Regions from separate parts of the Canis lupus genome. Here region 2 is linked to region 1. Evidence: chromatin contacts called from public Hi-C data. All regions are on one chromosome and are shown on one strand. The core of a region is the stretch at or near the end of the contact, and the rest is flanking DNA. Distances in the headings are between cores, read along the strand shown. Region 1 holds the start of MAP4K4 (mitogen-activated protein kinase kinase kinase kinase 4). Region 2 overlaps RFX8 (regulatory factor X8).

Evidence for each region. Hi-C and Micro-C count contacts between places; a contact is called where the count stands out from the background.
Region 2: a Hi-C map of blood shows a contact between it and region 1, with 2.3 times the contacts expected there. The contact joins the enhancer-like site here to the promoter of MAP4K4 in region 1. A contact is called at or near these places in 2 of 9 Hi-C or Micro-C datasets (amygdala and blood).

Annotation. Positions count from the first base shown.
Region 1 is chr10:42,328,515-42,334,273 of UU_Cfam_GSD_1.0, reverse strand. MAP4K4 (mitogen-activated protein kinase kinase kinase kinase 4) reads left to right here and starts at 2,454. Exons shown (of 32, transcript XM_038550934.1): 1 at 2,454-2,647; 2 at 3,030-3,095. The coding sequence starts at 2,591.
Region 2 is chr10:42,556,355-42,562,113 of UU_Cfam_GSD_1.0, reverse strand. It overlaps RFX8 (regulatory factor X8), which reads right to left. Exons shown (of 11, transcript NM_001270887.1): 4 at 5,411-5,524; 5 at 4,456-4,606; 6 at 1,800-1,858; 7 at 93-249. Among named protein-coding and RNA genes, the nearest start is that of CREG2, 36 kb to the left of the region's middle. Within about 2 kb of position 3,108, at least 4 of the 20 cell types and tissues checked have an H3K27ac peak or open chromatin away from gene starts, as enhancers often do. A contact at or near this core is called in blood, where this site is marked.

The DNA.
Region 1 (5,759 bases), core at 1,205-3,704:
TTTATTTTATTTTTATTTTTTATTTATTTACTCATGAGAGACACAGGCAGAGGGAGAAGCCGGGTCCCCGTGGGGAGCCCGATGTGGGACTCAATCCCAGGACCCCAGGATCATGACCTGAGCCCAAGGCAGATGCTCAACCACTGAGCCATCCAGGTGTTCCAATTATCTTCTTTATACATTGGTTTCTCAATGTGTAAAGTGGGAAAAATAAGAGTACTTATCATTTGGGGTTAATGAATAATAATGAAATAATGTGTATAAAGGACTTAGCACATTGTCTGGGTCTAATATGTGTTATCTATTATTAATTATAAATACTTGGGACACCTGGGTGGCTCAGCAGTTAAGCGTCTGCCTTCAGCCCAGGTCGTGATCCTGGGGTCCTGGGATTGAGTCCCACATTGGGCTCCCTGCATGGATCCTGCTTCTCCCTCTGCCTATGTCTCTGCCTCTTTCTCTGTGTCTCTCATGAATAAATAAATACAATCTTTTAAAAAAATAAATACTACTAAAATACTAATCGTAGTAACATGGCCTGAAATTTCACATGCTCGCCAATCTGAGTAAACGATTTACCCTCACAGATGACGCCATTGCTGTGAATACATTAAAAAAAAAACAAAATCATTTAAAAGTACTACTAAATTCGCAGCCAACACTTTGGTTACTATGATTTTCCTAATCAAAGAATTCCAGAAGTCCCTTACAAGGGATTCTCATAGTTGAAAATTTTGGAAACCGAACCGTTGAGAGGCAGGAGAGTGCTAAACGTTTCCTGGGTAAAAGATTAACTCGGATGAATGGGAGTCTTGGATTTTTGGAGTAGGCTGACCCAGTGATAATCCCTGTTCTACTTCCAGGCTGTGCTTTTAAGGAATTTAGGCACATTCCTTATGTTTCAGTGCTTTGGTTTCCTCATCCTTAAAATGTGGATACTAATACACAAGGGGGTACAAGACAGGTTAAATTGGGTGCTGTACATTAAGCAAGAACCGCTAGATGATGACGACGCTGGTGTCTGTGAAGCCCAGTTGTGAAGGGCCTTAGATTTTCATCCTGTAAGGAGGGCCCTTGTTCTCCAAGTGTGATCCCTGTAACAGCAATATTTGCATCATCCGACAGCTTGTGAGAAATGCATACTCTCGGGCCTACTCTCCCAGACCTGCTGGACTCCGGAGGTGGGGGGTCAGCCACCGGCGCTTTTACAATCCCTCCCGGTGATTCTGACGCACGCAGGTTGGAGAAAGAACCTGCCGCGAGGTAACAGGGAGCCGTTCAAAGTTTTTTGTGGAGCGATGTGATAAAAATGATGGGTGGTGCACACACAATATATTCATCCCTATTTAACAGGATCAAACTGCCCACCTACCGACGAGCTTCCGAAGTTGCTGGCTGAAGCCTGTTTATATCGATCCTTAATGATCTGTAGGCACAAAACGGGGGTTAGCACTTGGGGCCCCCCCCACAGGGCTCACCTCCCGAGCGCGGTAAGGAAGGCAGTGCCAGGCGCTCAGAGGGGCTGTTCTGGGCTCGGTTCCCACGGAGAGCCTCGGGACCCGCGGCCAGGTGATGCTCAGGGGACGCCGCACCTACACGCCTGTCACAAACGTCGCCTGCAAGATAGGAAACGAGAACCGTGTGAGGAAACCGGAAATGAGGGTCGGGGGGGGGGGGTAGAGAACCCATCCGGAGGTGGGGGAGGGGAGGGGAGGGGAAGGGGAAGGGGCAGGGGCAGGGGGCCCGGGGCGACCCCCCTTCGCGCCCCCGCGACGCCGGGGCCGGTGCGCCTCCGCGCGTCTGCGGCCGGGGGCCGCGTCCCTGCGGCTCCGTGTATTGTTAGCGCGAGATGGGGCGTTTCCTCGGCGCCGGCACCTCGGGGGGAGTCCCGGGGCGCCTCCTCCCCGCCCCGGCCGCGGTGCGCGCCGCCCGCCGGCCGGCCATTGTTCGGGCCGCACCCCTGCTGAATATTCACGCCGCGCGGGCGGCTCGCCCCGCGCCCTCCCCGGCGGGGCTCGGGCTGGGAGCGTTTCCGCTCGCTTTTCCTGCCGGGGAGGGCGCGGGGGAGCCGCGTTCTCCCTCCTCAGAATATATTTTCGGTGTCCCGTTTCTCCTCCTCCCGCGCCGCCGCCCCCTCCCTCCCCGCCCCCCTCCCCGCCCCCGCCCCCGCCCCCGCCCCCGCCCCCCGGGTTATCTTTGTCTCGCTGCCTCGCGCTCACTCGCTCAACTCTCGGCGGCGCCGCGGCCCCACGCTCCGGGCCCGTCCTCCAGGCGCGCGGCGCGGGGCGCGGGCGCGGGGCCTGAGGCGCGGGCGACGCCCGGGGGCCTGACGGCCGCCCCGCGCCATGGTGTGAGCGCCGCCGCCGCCCCGCGCACGCTCCGTCCGCCCTCCGCGCGCGGCCCGGGCCGGCCGACAGCCGCCAGCCCGCCGCCGCCGCCGCCGCCGCCGCTGCCCGCGGCCTCTCCGGGCGGAGTCCGGCCGCCCGCTCCCGAGCGAGGAGGCGCCGTCGGCGGCCTGGCCTGCGGCGGGAAGAGATAGGCAGGCGGAGAGATCTACTGGTACTGTTTCGTCTGGTGGCAAAAAGGGAAAATGGCGAACGACTCCCCTGCAAAAAGTCTGGTGGACATCGACCTCTCCTCCCTGCGGGTGAGTGGCCACGACGAGCCCCCCACGGGCGCGCCGGGAGCGGGGAGCGGGGAGCAGGGGCCGCGCCCTGCCCGCCGGGCGCTCGGGCGCTCGGGCGCTCGGGCTCTCGGGCGCAGCGGCCGGCACAGCCGCGGGCGCGGCGGCCCCTTTGTCTGCCTGCGTCGGCGAGTGCGGGGCGGCGGGGCGCGACCCTCCGCGACCCTCCGCGGCCCCCGCGGCCCCCGCGCCCCCCGCGCCCCGGGCGCGGCCCTCGGGCGCTGGGGGACCGCGCGGGGCCAAGCCCGCCGGGTGTGCCGTCGCCCGTTCTCTCCCGCCGCCCCGCTCTATTTATTCATTGTTGTGCTGCTTTTAAAATTCTCACCCCTCCCCTCCTCTTCACCAGGATCCTGCTGGGATTTTTGAGCTGGTGGAAGTGGTTGGAAATGGCACCTACGGACAAGTCTATAAGGTCGGTGCGAGCCTCCGTCTTTGTTTCCCGTGGCACGTTGAAACTTCTGGTTGGGGGAACGAGCAGACGGCTGGTAAACACGCCGCCGACTGCAGGCCACGCCGCTCGGCCGAAGTGGGGAAAGGGGTTTCGCCCTGCAGTCCCTCTTGTTTTTAAACAAGAGTTTATATTCAGGCTGGCCTGAAAGGACCTCACTCATTTCCTGGCTTTGAGATAAGGAAATAAGCTACACTCTTAGGCATGCACTTTTCTCCAGTAAGATGGGAAAACATTTTTTTTTTTTTTTTTCTTCTTCTCCCCGTCAAGGCAACTTTAATTCTTTTCGTTTTCCCCAGTTCCGGCCCTCTTGAGTTTGTGTGTGTTAATTAAAATTCAGTATAGGCAGGCCTGGCCTATGATTATCTTAAACCACTGCCTTGGCCTTCTTGAAAATTGTCATCATGTTGCCTCGTTTTGATGTTTGCCAAGTGCTCAAGGTGAGGAGTTCGGTGTTACCTGGGACTGCTTGCTTCTTAACTCTCTCTCCTACGTTCTACGGATGCATACATACATATTTTGGGGAAGCAGAGAGGGGTGTGTGTTCGGGCACCAGGAGCAGGAAGGATTACAGCATGAGGATTATAAAATCTGAATTCCAGGAATAACCTGTTTGACAGGTGTGTAATTGAAACAGAGATGAGGGAGAGCTCAAGAGGATGCCCGGATTTCACACCCACCCCAGGCCCTTCTCTCTCTCTCTCTCTTTTTTTTGTTTAACCCCGACTCCCCCCCCCCCCCACCCCCCAAGTGAAACTAACAAATCTGGAGACTATGAGTCTCCTCTGAGTAGCTGACACCTGATGTGACTAACAGTGCGGTTCGTTTTGTTCAGTGCACATTGTAGAGCTTCTTGAAAGAGCTGTAGGTAATGGAGGCACAGGCCTTGAAAATTTGAAACAGAATGTTAGATTTCCCCTGTCCTGATTTATTCCTTATTACTAAAGGTTTGCTAAAAGTAATCTGCACTGGGGGTGTTTTCTAGCTGTTAGAGTGGATACAAGGTCCGGCTAGAGGAAAATATCTTATGAAGCAAGGCTTTGTGGTTCACCATGAAGAACTGTCATTGTCTCATTGAAGATGGAGGGAGGGGGGTTGGAAGCTGACTGTAGACATTTTCTTAGGCCAAATTAAGTGTGGATCCTATTGTCTCTCTTACGCTTTATGAATAGGGTTTATCTGTCGCTTGAACGTCTCTCCCCAGCCCCGACTTCCCCTGGCCTGGGCTTCTGTACCAGGCTGTGTACCAGCCAGTGGTCTGAACTTGAGTCTGTATTCTTAGGTGATCTCAAGTGAATTAGCATGTGTTTTGTTGGTTAACTGTTGGGGCTGCGGCCAGATTTTTGAATTTGAAAAGAAGCCCTGTTAACTCAGGCTGCTGGGCTCAACTGAATTTGGAAGCCTTTGGAAAATTTTGGAAAAGAGTGTGTTGCAACTCACTGAGTGGCCTGGTAACTGGCTCTAAGACATTCTCCCCAGCCCCAGTGTTTGTTTAAGCCCCAGTAGGTTTTTTTCTAACCTAGTTTTTCTGGCCAAATCTAAGTGGTGAGTGTACTCTTCCAAGTAAGTTAGCCAAAGCTTGTTTTTGACCTGGTTACACAGTAGTTGGATTGTTTGTATCTTCCTCAGGCAGCATGGATGGATGTGAAGGGCAATGAAGTAAACTAGAAGCCTACAGTCTTGCTTTTAAACCATAAGAAGGAAGAAAGAGTGAAACCTGACTATGAATTAAGTGGCTTTAAGAGGTGGGAGTTCTTTATGGTAACAGTTTGGGCAGGTTCATTGTTCAGTTTTTTTCCCCTCTTCATTTCCTTTGGTTCCGTCTCCTCCTTCCCCCAAGCATTTGAAATAGATTTGCTGAGTGGTGCAGTTGGGAAGCATTTGGAATACTGGCAGTGACACAGCTCTCTGACTACAAAGTCTGTACAGTTGAGAAGAAATTCTCAAATTATGCAAACCTAACGAATTAAGAAATCTGTGCAAGAGTGGCATACACACACAGAATAGTGCCTGAGATTTTGCTCACCAGCAGTTCTTTTTTTATTCTGGAAAATTGCAAGCATACACAAGGAGAGAGAGTAGATCACTCAGTTTAACAGTTAGTCAGTACTTGACTGATCTGCTTTCATCTACAGTCTTCCTCCATTAGTATTTTAAGGTAAAGCCTAAAATACCATTTCACCCATAAATATTTCAGTATGTATCATTTTCGTTTTTCAGATAATCGCAATGCCCTTCTCACACCTAAAATGTTGATTCTTTAGTATCACATATTCAGTGTTAAGGTTTTCCTGATTTTTTTCATACATTTTTTCTTACTATCAGAATATTTGTGAACGGATACTGGGAAGTTCAGTCTTGGTAGATGATAGAAATAGGAGAAGCAGTTAATATCTCCATTTGCTTCTCCCTTTCAGTGTCAAATGGTTTACATTATGCAGAGTCATTTATTTAGGATTTGTTGAGGTGATTTGCATGTGGTGGTTTGGGATTGGATTAATAATACTAGCATTTGTTTTTATTACTAAACTACTGTGGATAGCATCTAAGTTGCGAAAATATCTGTGATAACTTGTTTATAAAGAAGCTTTTTTCTTAACATAACTTCAGGTAAAATACCTTTAAGCT
Region 2 (5,759 bases), core at 1,859-4,358, 230 kb before region 1:
GGTTCTACCTCTATTAAGAATTCATAAACTACTCATGGCCACGCCAGCCCCAAATAGACCCCACATGCTTTAAGCCGCAGGAGGAAGATTACATTTCATCTCCGTGTGCATCTCCAGGTCAACCGAGCTACTCGGGGTACTGGGCAGGGCTTTCTTAGAGAGGTCCAGAGTGCCTTGATCGATGATGGCATGCAGATCTGACTTCAAAATGTGGACTCTTCTGTTATTTTCCAATAGCATTCTCATAGTCTAAAGATAATGGAGAAGCGTAATACTTCATTAAGTCTTGTCCTTTGACTTTTGCCTAATCCCCCTCTCCAAATGACCTTTTTTTTTTTTTAATTTTAACTTTTATTTTTTGAGGAGAAAGACAAGTGGATTTGGGTATTATCCTTTAAAACTGAATTTACTGTCCTAAATGACAATTGAAATGTTTGAATTACACACATTCTAGAACAGCCTGTCTGAAAAATCACCATTCGGAGTGCTTCCGCTCAGAGGCCGATGTGGTCAGGGCTCTCGGGGCTCTGTGGCTCTTCTTCCCCTGGTTCTTATTCTCTGCACCCCATTCCATGAACCTGAACTACTCTAGAGAGGAGCACAAAGGCTCTGCCTGAAGTTCTCCAAGGAGAGTGTGGTGCTGCAGACATGACTATTGACCTAATCCAGATGGTGACTGTGGGCCCCCAGACACTGTCTCTGTCCTTCCCTCTTGGAGGTTTGGGCCATGAATTCAGCTGCTGGGAGCTGATTTCCTCAGCCGTCCAACAGGGGCAACCCAATTCCTTACACTTCTAGAGTCCATCCAGACTCTAGATGGGGTGGGTCATCCTCACACCAGCCTGATGGCAGTGGGTCATCCTCTGCTCAAGAGAGACACCAGCCTGAGGAGCAGACACTAGAGCCACCTCCTCCATCTGATAGGGGAGGACGCCGAGGGCCCCTGGGTGTGAATAAACTTTCCCAAGCAACAGTGTTCAGGAAGAGAAGATTTGCCACTTGGGCGGGGGTTGGGATGGAGGCCTTGCTGTGGGGCCGTCACCAGTTGACCAAACAGAAATGAGAAAGTGCTGGAGAATGGGATGGGCTGCAAGCACATAGGCAGGAAACAACTCCAAGAAATGTGAAGTCAAGAGGGAGTTTTGTGCTGGGGGGACAGAGGTGGGTAAGTGGAGCGCCCAGCAGAGCTCCTGCTGAGCCGGGATTGGTTTGGAACAGAGCAGCAGTCTAAGTGCTGTCCTGATCTAGTGTCACAGGATTTCAGAACAGGCAGCTGAGGGGCCAAACGCCGGCATTATATAACCTTTCTTTCAGCCCTTCTCTGCCTTCCTCTAACACTGACGCTACATAAATAACCTGGGAGGGGAAAGGTCAGAGCTGAGAGACCTGGAGGCCCAGACACCCGGAGTCCATGGGGCCACGCACAGGGTGAAGGGCTCTGTCTGGCTGTCCCAGGCTCTGTTACGATGCCCCTTCACCTCTGCCACTGGCTGGCCCTGGTCAGCACTTCTGTGGGGGTCCTCCTCTGGAACTTTAGAATGTTGACCTGCTTTTGCTTTTTCTCCTGCAGGGAGAACCCTTCTCAGGAGGGGAGCAGGGGCATTGGCTTCTAGCTGAGTTTGGGGTGCACTGTGCCTTCCCATCAGTAGCCAGCAAGGTCCTCCTGTCTGCCTCTGCCCTCCGCATGGATGGACACAGCCTCCAAGGGAGCTCCCCCTGCTCTCAGGGGAGACCAGCAGCTTTCACTTTTTACTGCAGGAAACAGCTTCATTCCCTCCTTCCTGAGGGCTGAAACCTACCTTTGCCATGTTGGAAAGGTATGTCTTTCTTCTTAGTCTCTTGACAAACACAGTAACTTCTGTTGAGAACAATACACATGGCCGTTATTGACACTGTGGGGACGAGGACATGGCACAGACACGAGGCACACATGTTTGTCTAGGCAGGTACAGCCGCCTGAACTGCCCTCCACACAGGGAGGCCTGGTCTTCCCACCGCCCACTGACCCTTTCCCAAATGGCCAAGAGGTGCTGGCGGGGGCCACTTGACTACAACACTGCTCCCCCCACCCCTCTGTACCAGGAGGTGATGCACTCCCAGCATCTGACGTGCCTGCTCAAAGGAGTTTAGGACTTTTGCCCAGGAAGCTCGAGTTTCCCCAATTTTGTCTTCTCTACAGTGCTCCCCTCCAAAACTCACCCAAGGAGGGGCTACTGGGGGGCTCAGTCGGTTAAGGGGCTGACTCTTGGTTTCAGCTCAGGTCATAATCTCAGGGTGTTGGGATCGAGCAGTGCATCAGACTCTGTGCTCAGCAGGGAGACTGCTCAGGATTCTCTTTCTCCCTCTGTGCTTCCCCCAGCTCTCTCTCTCAAATAAATAAATAAATCTTAAAAAAAAAAAAAGATTCAAGAAAAGGGTGAAATGAGGAAACAAAGGGAGTGTGTGCGTGTATTCATCTGGCAAATATTTATGAGGGACACTGGCGCAGTGTGTGCTCCATAAATGTGTGCGGGGTATTCGCTGGATTGTTGGACAAAGGAGGGCAGCCTCAACTCTCTAGGGAGGGCCTCACCTTCTGAGGATGGGTCACCAGATGTGCAGACGCCTTCCTCAGAACAGGCTAAGTGCCCCCCTGTCCTGGGGAAGAAGGAAAGAAGGGGGAGGTACAGAGGGAAGGGAGAGGCCTGTTTGGAAAAAGGTGTCAGGTGTGGCTCCACTTAGAATGTGCAAGGTAGGAGTTAGGGAGGGGTGAGGGCTTGGCAGGGGAGGGAGGCAGGGGATGAGGATGGGTTTGGCAGACTAGGCAGAGACAGGAGCAGAAATGTGGACCTTTTTGGAGACAACCCGTGTTGTGTTGCTGGGGAGCACCCATGGAAGGACTCCCTGGAGGCTGGGGGCAAAGATGAGGCCAGAGGCCAAGCTGTAAATGACTCTGCCTAGTGAGTGAAGGTGCGTGGACCATCCAGACAGCAGAGGTCATGGAAGGTTTCATGAGTCAGAACATTGTGTAGAAGGATCACGGTGGGTAGAGGGAAGTGTGACAGAGCGGGCGATGCTGGAGGTGGGGGTGTGGACGATCAATGAGGAAGCTCTGAGGCAGCTTGGGGGAGGGCCAGAGGGAGACTGGCCTTGAGTGCTGAAGTCACCATAGGAAAGCTGGAGCGGGGCTTTGTCTCCTCATTTGACCCTCTGCCACACCAAGTTTCAGACCTCATGTTCCTTGCAATGCGCCCTCTCTGCCAGTCCTTGGCTGGCAGTCTCACAGCTCAGGGCCCCTGCCCGGCCATGGAGCACTTCCAGGGGTCCTGCAGGATGAAGATTCCCCTGTGAGTGCTGAACACAGCAAAGGGTGCAGGCTGGTGGGTTACAATGAGATATGGTGCTGTTCCAGGAGACAGCAAACAGTATGCTGAGTCAGCCCGGAGCAAGCTGGCCCAGGAAGACAAGGGCCCAGGTAGGGAGGGCATTGGAGGTAGCTATGGGTGGTGGAGGGCAGGAGGGAGAAAAGAGGTATTTCCAGGACCATAAAGCATGTCACACACACAAGGGTGAGTGCTTGCATTGTGAGCCATTGTAGGCCTTGAGTGGACAAGCAGCCTGGGGGCAGTAGTATTCAGAGACTACCACCTGGCAGTAGGATGGAAGGGAACATGTTCTAGAACATGTTCTAGAAGGTGAGCGAGGAGACTGAGACCACCAAAGTGTGAATGTCTCAGTGGCCCAAGAGGTGTGAATAAGTTTAGGACATGGGAAGAATTTCTTTCTTTCTTTTTTACCCTAAAGATTTTATTTATTTATTCATGAGAGACACAGAAAGAGAAGCAGAGACATGGGCGGGGAGGGGGAGAAGCAGGCTCCATGCAGGGAGCCCTATGTGGGACTCGATCTCAGGACCCCAGAACACACTCTGAGCCAAAGGCAGACACACAACCACTGAGCCACCCAGGTGTCCCAAGGGAGGAATTTCTAAGGAGGGAGTGATGTTCTTTGAAGACTTGCTGGGAGGCCACACAGAGCACAAAGAGGCAGAAGACTCTTCGAGCCAGAACCCTGTTCAGTCCTGCTAACATGGCCCCTGAGCCCAAAGGCTGCCCTCAGGGGACTGCTCTGAGAAGGCACACATCAGCCACCAGCTGGACGCACTGCCGGCTTCTCTCCTGCCTGGACCATAGTCAGTGGCACCTTTTCTGCACCTCTAACTAATAACCCTGTGGACCTGTCAAAAATCTACGTTAGTATTTATAAGGGGCAGTCCATGAAAGGGTGTGGATGGATCAGCACAAGGACCCAACACCCTAAAGAAAATGCCAGCAAATCCGAACCGGTCAGGCCTTGCGGACTGCAGTTTAGCACAGGATGGGAAGAGTTACCCAACAGCTGGAGTGACCTGTCTCAGTTTGAAAGTTAGATACTTCACCTACTCTCACCGAATTTCTTTCTTTCATTGAAACCTACCTTTGAGTTTGGAGATCTGTACAAGGGCTGGAAAACCTTCCAAAGCATTAAGTAGCCACAGCTTAAATTTCTTACTGAATAACCGGACAGATTTCAGGTACTGAATAGATACATCTTCCAAAAAGTCATGAAGGAGAATGTCCTCAATGCCCTACAACAGAATTGTCAAGGTGTGGTGACTGCGGGCCAAGGTAGGCATTCTCTAGTTGCAAGTGGCCACAGTCACACATGCCACAAACTCAGAGAGAAAGCTACCATGCAGCCCTAGCCACTGCTCATGGTGCAGGGTATATAGCCAGAATGGGATTTTTTTCAAAGATCTTAAAATATTGACAATTGATTGAAAATTTGAAGAGATACTATTTTAACCAGTAGTAGGTGGATCAAACCCAAATATACAAGGGTTGAACCCAGCCTCCAGTTTTCAACCCTTGTGTTCAAAACTTTGAGGCACTAGATTATTTCTAAAAAATAATCTAAAAAATAAGTAAGAGGTAAAGGTTCATGACCAGCTTGAGGAGAACCACAGAAATTATATATAACAGATTCCCCAGTAACAATAATCACTTTAGAGATAGAGCATTAAACAAACCCAACAAGAACCATATGTATATTCCAAGGCAATTATTCCAATTACTCATTTTTAAAGGCTTCTTTTGTTGAAATTACCAGAGAAAGAAAGTTTGACTCAGTGCAGGGTTCACTAACCACTGGAATCATAGGTTACCATGTGTATTGGCTTTTTCATTATATGAGGTAACTCTCGCTGAATTTAAAAAGAAAAGCTGAGTTTTAGGGAAAGATCAAAATGCTCCGTCAACACCATGATTTACTTCTTAGAGGGCCTGAAGTCCACAGAGACTGCAGAACAGAATTGCTGCAGTTCTAACCCTAGCATTTGGTATCAGTTTCTGGAAAGGACACAAACCAGCAAGGCCAGTAAATGTCATCCTACCTTGTACAGCTGCACATCATAGTATTTAAAGAGCTGGCACACATCGGGCAATGACATAAGCATGACTGTGTCTTGCTGCAGAGATTTCCAGAAGGAAGTGAGCAAGTCCTCCACCTGATGAGACAATAGAACATACCTCCAAGTGATCCCCTCTTGTATACCTAATCAGCCCTAAATGATAATGGGATGGATTTCAGTCCAGTTAATGTAAAGCTCGGCCTATGAACTTTTCCAAGCTGTATTTTAGAAGTGTTCTTTCCAGCAATCCATCAGTGAGCAACTGCCAGGTGGATGGGATAATGTGGAACATGGTTTTTCATGAAGTTTTCTGGAAGGAAGGCTGTTTCTG